Linked DNA regions of Arachis hypogaea: region 2 is linked to region 1. Evidence: chromatin contacts called from public Hi-C data. All regions are on one chromosome and are shown on one strand. Each heading gives the region's core, a stretch centred on a gene start, on an enhancer-like site or on the middle of the called end of the contact. The rest is flanking DNA. Distances are from core to core; before and after follow the strand shown. Region 1 holds the start of LOC140176698. Region 2 holds the start of LOC112727286.

Region 1 (4,397 bases), core at 873-3,372:
GGATTTTAGTCCCATCCTTTTTAATGTTTTAAACACCAAATCCCTTGTCAGTCCTTTCGTCAAAGGATCTGCAAGATTTTGTTCTGACCTTATAAATTTTATAGATATAACTCCATTGTCAATAAGATTTTTAACATAGCTATGTCTTACTCCAATGTGTCTAGATTTTTCGTTATAAACTTGGCTATAAGCCTTTGATAATGTTGCTTGGCTATCACAATATATAGAGATTGGTGCCATTAGTTTTGGCCAAATTAAAATTTCAAGTAATAAATATCTAAGTCATTCAGATTACTTGTTTACTGCTGCCAAAGCAACAAATTCTGCAGCCATGGTAGAGTCCGTTATGCAAGTTTATTTCTTGGATCCTCAAGAAACAGTATCCCCACCAAAGGTAAAGATCCAACCACTTGTTGATGCATGATCTTCTGTATAGCTTATCCAACTGGCATCTGTATATCCTTCTAAAATAGAAGGTTCACCACTATAAAACAAAGTATAATTTATTGTTCCTTTCAAATATTTTAATATTCTTCGGACAACATGTCAATGGTCTTTATTTGGATTGCTTGTATACTGACTTAAGCGACCTACAGCATATGCTATATCTGGTCTAGTACAAGTCATAGCATACATTAAGCATCCAATTATTTTTGTATACTCAATTTGTGAAATAGACGAATTTGTATTGGGTACTAATTTAATACTTAGATAAAAAGAAGTACTCACCGAATATCCTTCATTTAATAAAGGTTTCATGTTCAACTTCGGTTTTAAAAATCTTAAATTTATCCAAGACTTCGTCTTTAGAATGCATCAAATATATGTAATAATATCTACTAAAATCATCGATAAAAGTGACAAAATATTTCTTTCCATCTATAGTAGGCCAACCATGGAAATCACATACATGATACATCAGAATGTATTAATTATAATAATTTAGAATTTCTTTAATCTTGGTTAATATACAAGTTGTACATGCATATGAATTTTTAATTGATTTGGAAAAAGATCATATTTTATCATATCATTTAATTTATGAAAATTAACATGTCATAAACGATTATGCTATAAATCACAGGACTCAACAATATAAACAGAAACATTATTATTATTAATAGTATTTACAACATTTAATTTAAACATATTCTCACATAGATATCCTTTACCCACAAACACTCCACCCTTAGACAGAATAAATTTGTCTTCTTCAAATACAGGCTTAAACCTATACTTGTTAAGTAAAAGTACATAAACTAAATTTTTCTGATTTCGGGTACATAATATACATCAGTAAGAGTCGGTACTCTTCCAGAAGTGAATTCAAGTTTCACGGTTCTTTTGCCCATTACTTGAACAGTTGATGCATTTTTCATGTACAGAATAGCCCTATTTTCTTCTTTGAATGTCTTGAAAAAATTTCTATTCTTGCAAACATGTCGAGTTGCACCAGAGTCTATCCACCATGACCCAATGTCTTCAATCATGTTGATCTCAGAAATAACAGCAATAAGATTATCTTTTATTGCTATGTCATTCTTTTCTTTCTTCGTTTTTAAGAAATGACATTCTTTCTTAAAATGTCCTAGTTTTCTACAATGAAAATAATTTCCCTTCTTTTTATTCTTTCTGATATCACCATTGTTACCTTGAGATTTATTAAAATCTTGGTATCTTTTCTTGTTGGGCTGATTGGATTTTCCATCTTCCATTACGTGAAGATTAGGATGAGTATTTTGCTCTTTAGTATCATCTTGTTTACGATACTCTTCTTCAAGATGAAGGTGATTACTTAATTGCTCACGAGAAATATCATCCTTTCTATGTTTCATAGTTCTTTTGAATTCTTTCCATGATGGAGGGAGTTTGTCGACAATTGAAGATACAATAATGATATCATCCATGTGCATGTTATGTTGCTTGAAATTATTTAAAATACGCTCAATTTCATGTAGTTGTTCCATGACAGATCTACCATCAACCATTTTATAATTATTAAAGCGAGTGACAAGAAATTTCTTACTTGTTGTGTTTTCGGCCATATATTTTGCTTCTAATTTGTCCCATAATTCTTTTGGGCTCCCAACATTTTGGTAGACATCAAACAGTGCATCAGTCATGCCATTTAGTATGTGCCCAGTGCATATATAGTTATCGTTGTCCCATTTTTGTCTGGCTCAAGTTCCTGCAATGGCCTCCCCTTCAATTTCTGGAGGTCTTGGTATGGTAAGAACATATGCTACTTTTAGTGTTGTGAGAAGGAAGTGCATCTTCTTTTGCCATCGTATGAAATTTTTACCATAAAATCTTTTTAACTTGATAAAATTCGACGTCATCTCCATAATTGATGCGGTGGCCATTTTTGTTTTATTGGTGAACAATTAAGCCTAAAGATTGTGAGTTATGAGAAAAAGGGTTAGTGAATCAAATAGCGCAATTTTTCAAGGCGTGTGTTACACACACTTTTTTTTAGGCTTAATTTGCCCCATCAATGTACAATGGTGTTCAAAATGGGTTACTGGCGAATTTCCTGTAGGATACAATGAAGAATACTTGACTTATTTATGCACTCACACAGTCAAGCCTTACACTAAATAATAATTTACAGAATAATATTCTCTATTCTTTCTTTTGCGCATAAAGAAAGTGTTGAGATGGATCTATGACAATAATGAAATGAGAAAAATTTATAGGTACGTGCAACATGCAGCTACGTACTCAACATTCGTAACTTTTCAAATAGTTACAACCTTTCAATAGAGATAACTTTTCAAATAGTTACCACCTTTGAATAAGTCAGAACTCTATGAAGATATTTAACTCTTCAAAATAGCTTTTTACATATTTTGAAAATGGTGGAAACTCTGGTGCAGTCGACTTCACGTGAAGTTGATAATTGAGAACGGTTAGATAATTTGACTGATTTGACTAAATTTTCATCTAATGGCTCTCAGCTATCAACTACACGTGAAATCGACTGCACTTGAGTTTCTACCTTTAAAAATATATCTCACAATATATACATAGTTGAGGTTGTAAAGCTAAATGAGATAGTGAATAACATCAATTACGTAATAGATATTACACAAAATCTTATTAGTTATCAATAATTATCTTTCTGTTCAATAAGAATTCAGCAAACTATCATGTCATGGTTTTCAAAATGAAGCCCAAACAATAAGATGATATGTTGTTAAGTTTTTATTGAACAAAACACATTGTTTTATACACTATTAATGAATGCATAAGAAAATTAATTCATAAAACCCACAGCTACACTTCTAACATTTGCATATGCAATAATCAAACTAATGTCCAGTTTCACTCATATACCTTATACAGTAACAACATCACTATTCCACTTCATACCCATTTCAATTAGATAACATATTTGTTGTTTGTTTCTAAAGTACCATAATAACTAGATCCAACAGCTGAATCAGTAGTTGCTGACCAAAATTGTGCACTCTTCACTTTTGATATGCTTGTCAACACACTCAATGGAGTCAAATCCCCAACAACTGTCACCTTCTTTGAAGCAAAATCTATTTTAAAGGAACTAACTCCTGCCAAAATTAAAATTATTATCACCCTTAATTAGAGGCATGGCCTAAAATGTTGTTAATTAATTAGAAATTAAAAGAAACCATTTTTTTAGGTGCGACAATAATAAGATAATAATATAGTCTATATTTTACTAATATCCTTGTAATAACTAATTAGGAAAGGATATTTAGGAGGCCCAATTAGAAGGATAAATACCTTGCATTTTGGAGAGATGTTTCCTCACTTTCCCTTCACAACCCTTGCAGTGCAAAGAAACCCTTAGGACAACTTCCTGCTACAAAATTCATTCAAAATAAAAATAATTTAAAAAAAAAAAGAAAAAACGTCATTGCATTTGTTGCATGTGTTACATGGAACTCTTTTTCACCTTCTCTATTGTTGGAGTTGAGTAAACATTTCAAGGGAATAAAAAAGAACTTACTCCAAAAATAGTCTTAGGTGTGTTTGACAACGTTATAAAATTAAACTTATTTCAATAATTTTTATTTGTATAATCATTTTTTAAAATAATCTATTATGTGACCATTAATTTAAGTTTGAATACTTAACTGAAAAGTAGTTTTAAGATAATTTATCATGTCTTCTAGGATGTAGGATGTAATAAAAGAAGTCATTGTAAGTCGTATAATAGTTACAAAAGTGAATATAAAATATTATTTATATTATTTAATATTGATACGTAAGGTCAAATCGATAAAATTATAATAATTTAAAAAATGATAAACTTCAAAATATTATTTTCGCTTATAAACTACATAGAACTTAAAATTAGAATAAAATGTCATTTGTACTTATAAATATTTAGAACGTTGATAATTCTATTCATA
Region 2 (4,397 bases), core at 871-3,370, 610 kb after region 1:
TATACTCTAGTTCTTTGCGACTACCCTAACCATGGGTACATACAAAAATATGTCTATAGAGGATTGCACAAAATTTAACACAGCAAAACTAACCTCAAAGTCGGCTGCCCCGGCGTAATTCGAAGTTTCGTTCAGCCTGTTGATGTCTCCATCGTTACCAACTGCGCACGTCATCGTCGTATGTATTGATAATATGATTAGAAAGAGGTAAAAGAGACGATAATAAAAGAGGGGTATTTATTTCGGTAATAATTTTTTAAAATATTTATTTCAATAATTATTATAATTAATTTATTTATTAAAAATAAAAAATTTCTATATTAATAAGTTTATATTTATCATATTTTTCAAATATTCAGAGAAAAAGAATAAAGACAATAATAACAGAAATCTAAAATATATTGTAACGAATAGAAAAATAAATCAGACGTTCGTTTTTTCCGTTTTCTCTTGCTTCATGCATCTGTTCACAGCACTATAATTGCATAATTATTCATATTACTTCTTATTATATGTTTGTATTAGGATTAACTAACAAAATTCATTTAAAACCCCATTATACACTACTTCTCTATAAGCCAAACATTTTCGTTTTTTTCTTTTCATCTGCATCCCATGTTATGATTTTTTTTTCTAAATGTTCACTTTTAAATGTATCGTTAGTTTATTTTAAACATTTTTTATCTACTCAAAAGACAAAACAGATAATTATATTGGCTCAACCTATATGCACCTAACCAACTAATTAGAATGCTTTTTGTAATTACTTGAATACACTCACTATGCCAAAAAAAATTCAGTCCATCATCACAATCCGTTATTATTAATTGTTAATTAGTGTTAATCTACTTCATCTTCAACGAAAACCAACGCACTCCTCTACATGATAATTATTGTACACGTCCTGCACAATACTGCAACAATAAAAATGTTTTTTTACATATACCTGTCAAGATTTTACAATGACATCACATTTCTACATGTGTAGAAATCATGTATGCTTCTACACCAGATAATTCACTAGCAGAAGAATCAAATGACCAAACAGTGTACCTAATGTGAAAAATTTGATTAGATCGAAACTCTTAGGTGTTTGAGAATAAGTCTTAGAGAGTTATTCTTTCAAGCCATGAAACTCGCTAATGAATTCAGAAGGCATCAAATCTATTTTTATCTCGTATTCTCAGGGCTGGTAATGGGTAGAGTATGTTAAGGTTTGGACTCTACCTAACTTTATTTACGGGTTAATTTTTTTTTTAAAATTTGATCCAATTCTATCTGCGAATTGAGAATCTCTCAATCCTAACTCTAGCCGCATCCTAAAGTTTTAAACTCTATCTTACTTGTTATTTGTAGAAAAATAAAATTTTTTTAAACAAATATAAAACTCAACCATTCTAAATTTCATACATATTAATAAAATAGAAAATAAAAAATAAGTTTAAATTAAAATTAAAAACAATATAAAATTTTAAAAAACCTAATATAAAATTACAAATAATATAATTATCAACTAATTTAGTGGTTATTTCAAATTTTTATAAAAGAAAAATTGTGCTTTTAACATTCTTTTTTTTTCATTACATACATAATTTTTAGATATTGTGCGAATAAGATTCGATAGAGTATATCCTAAATTCGTACCTTATTCTATTCGCAGACAAACTCGCACTGCACTCTATTCTATCCACAACGAGTCGAATAAATAACCCTATTCGAATGAATTGGTCCGAATTAAATAACCGCAGATAGAATATATATTACAAGTAGTACTTATTCTCATGAGCTCAACCATCATCTCTCTTTTTGTAGAACTGTCATAAAGATTTTTTTTGAAAAAGCTCCATTTCTTGAGTATTGTGCGTTTTATACCACTTGGACAGGTATAATGCTTATTTTCATTTTTTATTAACTCTATATAAAAAAATTTGATTAATTATTGATAATCAAAAAATTAAAAATAAAATTAAAATTAAAATTTAATTCCAATGTTAAAAATAAAATTAAAAATTAAAAATAATTTTAAAATTTTTGATAAAATTTAAAAAATATATTTTTTTTTGGTAACTTAAAAAAAATTCTTTACCCTTAAAAAAATCAAAAGAAACCCTATATGATCTGAACCCGCCCCAACTACCCTTTGCTCTTGCTGCTGCTACTACTACCTTCCTCTTCTCCCCTTCCTTTCCCCCCCTCTGTTTTCCCACTCGGCCAGAGTCAGCGCCTCCGGCAATTGTAGCTACGTTTTCCACGTCTCCTCCTGCTCCGTTCAACTCCAGCGTCTCCGTTCTCACACTCACACAGTCACACTAGCCTCCAAGAGAGATCAGAGAAGAGAGAACTGGTTCGCCTCCTGCGTCCGGGCTCGTGCTTTTGAATCCGCCTCTGCCTCTGGTTCCTCCGCCCGCGGCTGCTTCGTTCGCCTCCTGCGTCCCCTTCTGTTTCCGCCGCTGCTTTTTGTCCTGCTCGGCTGCTCCGCTCGTGCTTCTGAGTCTGCTTCTCCTCAGCTGTCCTGTTTCTGGTTCGTTCTTTTTCTATTTTCTCTAATTAGTATATTTAGTTGCTTTCTAATAATGTGTTTGTGCAGATATATGGTTTTGAGTTTTTGGTGTTAATAGCTTAGAAGGTGAGAGCAGATGTAATAGGCAAATAGTTAGAGTTATGATAATTTGTCTTATGGTTCAAGGTGTGAAAACTGGAAGTGGCAAATAGAATTATGTCACTGTTAAGTGAGTGAGGGAGAGACAAAATTGGTGAACAGAATCAGTTCAGATGTCTTATGAAATTTTACGAAAATAGATACTGTATACCTAATTTGATATGCCTAGTGTTATCCTATTGATGGTTTTTGTTGTTTGATTTATTTTTGTTGTTGAGCTGCGTTTTTCTCTTTCTTTGAACTTGTATGACATGGTCGTTGGACTGCTACTGTGCTCTCTTAGAGCTTCTGCTAACCATAAAAAAAAGGCAAATAGGTTATGGTGTTGCTGGGTTTTGTTCTGTTTTGGTTATTTTGGTTATTTTGCATAGGTACTGCTCCTGAGTCCTGACCAAGTTTATTCTTGGATCCTAGCTCCACTGTTGTAGATATTTTTTCCTTTAAGTATATAAAAAAAGTATATAAAATGTTATTTTTATTTTATTATTGTATCAAACAAAAGGAAATGCTAATCTTGGTAGTTTATTATCTTTTTTGCATTAGTTATGTCTAACAATAATGACTCTGATTTCCGCAGGGAAACCAATTCCAGGAGCTTAGAGCTCCACAGTGAAATATACCACTGCCAGAGTGAATGCACCATTGTTAGCTCTGCTGTGGTGAAATTAGGTTTAAGTTGATTTAGGAGAAGTGAATTTTCGCCATGAGAGGAGGAAGGAAGAATTTGAAGAGAGCAACGGAGGAACGGCACATTACCCTTCAAGATGGTCAATCCATCATGCAGGTTGTCTCTCTCCGTGGCTCCAATCTCATTGAGGTACTTCTTCACAACTTCTACATCTTCGAAATCATCTTTTCATATCACTTTTGTTTTGATCCATGAACCTCGTAACATTCTTATCCATTCAAATCTTTTAAATGGATGGTTATCTTTTGATAGCTCACTTCATAGTTCATATTGTTCTTATTGGTGTTTCTACTATGATTATTTTCTTGTGTCGAAGGTCATGGATGCACACGGTGAGAAATCATTAGCGCTGTTTCCTGCTAAATTTCAGAAGAGCATGTGGATAAGACGAGGTTTGTTCTATGTAAGCAGTAAAGCAATACCCACTGTTCTAATTTAGAGACTATTGAACATGCCATCTCGTTTTGTCTTCTAAAAGTTGAAAAAATAAAGGAGTAATGCACAAAATTATCCTTGAAAGATCATATATGAGTGAATTTAGTTCCGGAAAGATTCAACGCCTCAATTTGATCCCAAAAAGACTCAACGCCTCAATTTGATCTCAAAAATACCAACCAACGTGAGTCAACTTGTAGTTGACACGTCACAGTTAAGTGTCATGTGGCACATTATGTTGGTATTTTCAGGACTAAATTGAGCTTTCAAGGATTGATTTGAGCATTAACACAAAAAATTTAGCATTTTGCTTTTGTTCTCTAGTAAGTAGTAATATTGTTTCTTTATCTTAGTAAACCAGTGGACGATGGTTCTCTATGTCCATTTGGGTATTGGGACAACTTTAATGCTAATATGTTATATGATCTGTTTTAAAGCAGTGTCAACTCTTGTTACCATCACAATTTGTTGAACGAATCCTACCCATCAGAATTGAAATTATTAATTCCGTTATCTATATTCTACTGCTACACTTGTAGTTGAAACATTTATTATGGCTATTTGAATAATCTATTCAGGGAACTCGCTGTGTTTTATGTAACTTTGACCCCTCAG

What was found. Hi-C and Micro-C count contacts between places; a contact is called where the count stands out from the background.
Region 2: a contact with region 1 is called in a Hi-C map of leaf, with 4 times the contacts expected there. The contact joins the promoter of LOC112727286 here to the promoter of LOC140176698 in region 1. A contact is called at or near these places in 2 of 8 Hi-C or Micro-C datasets (both in leaf).

Annotation. Positions count from the first base shown.
Region 1 is chr12:32,430,989-32,435,385 of arahy.Tifrunner.gnm2.J5K5, forward strand. It overlaps LOC140176698, which reads right to left and starts at 2,123. Exons shown (of 1, transcript XM_072208242.1): 1 at 1,260-2,123. The coding sequence starts at 2,123. The coding sequence ends at 1,260. It overlaps LOC112727282, which reads right to left. Exons shown (of 3, transcript XM_025776964.3): 2 at 3,766-3,844; 3 at 3,182-3,569. The coding sequence ends at 3,382.
Region 2 is chr12:33,036,677-33,041,073 of arahy.Tifrunner.gnm2.J5K5, forward strand. LOC112727286 reads left to right here and starts at 2,121. Exons shown (of 5, transcript XM_025776968.2): 1 at 2,121-2,521; 2 at 3,237-3,476; 3 at 3,664-3,739. The coding sequence starts at 3,363.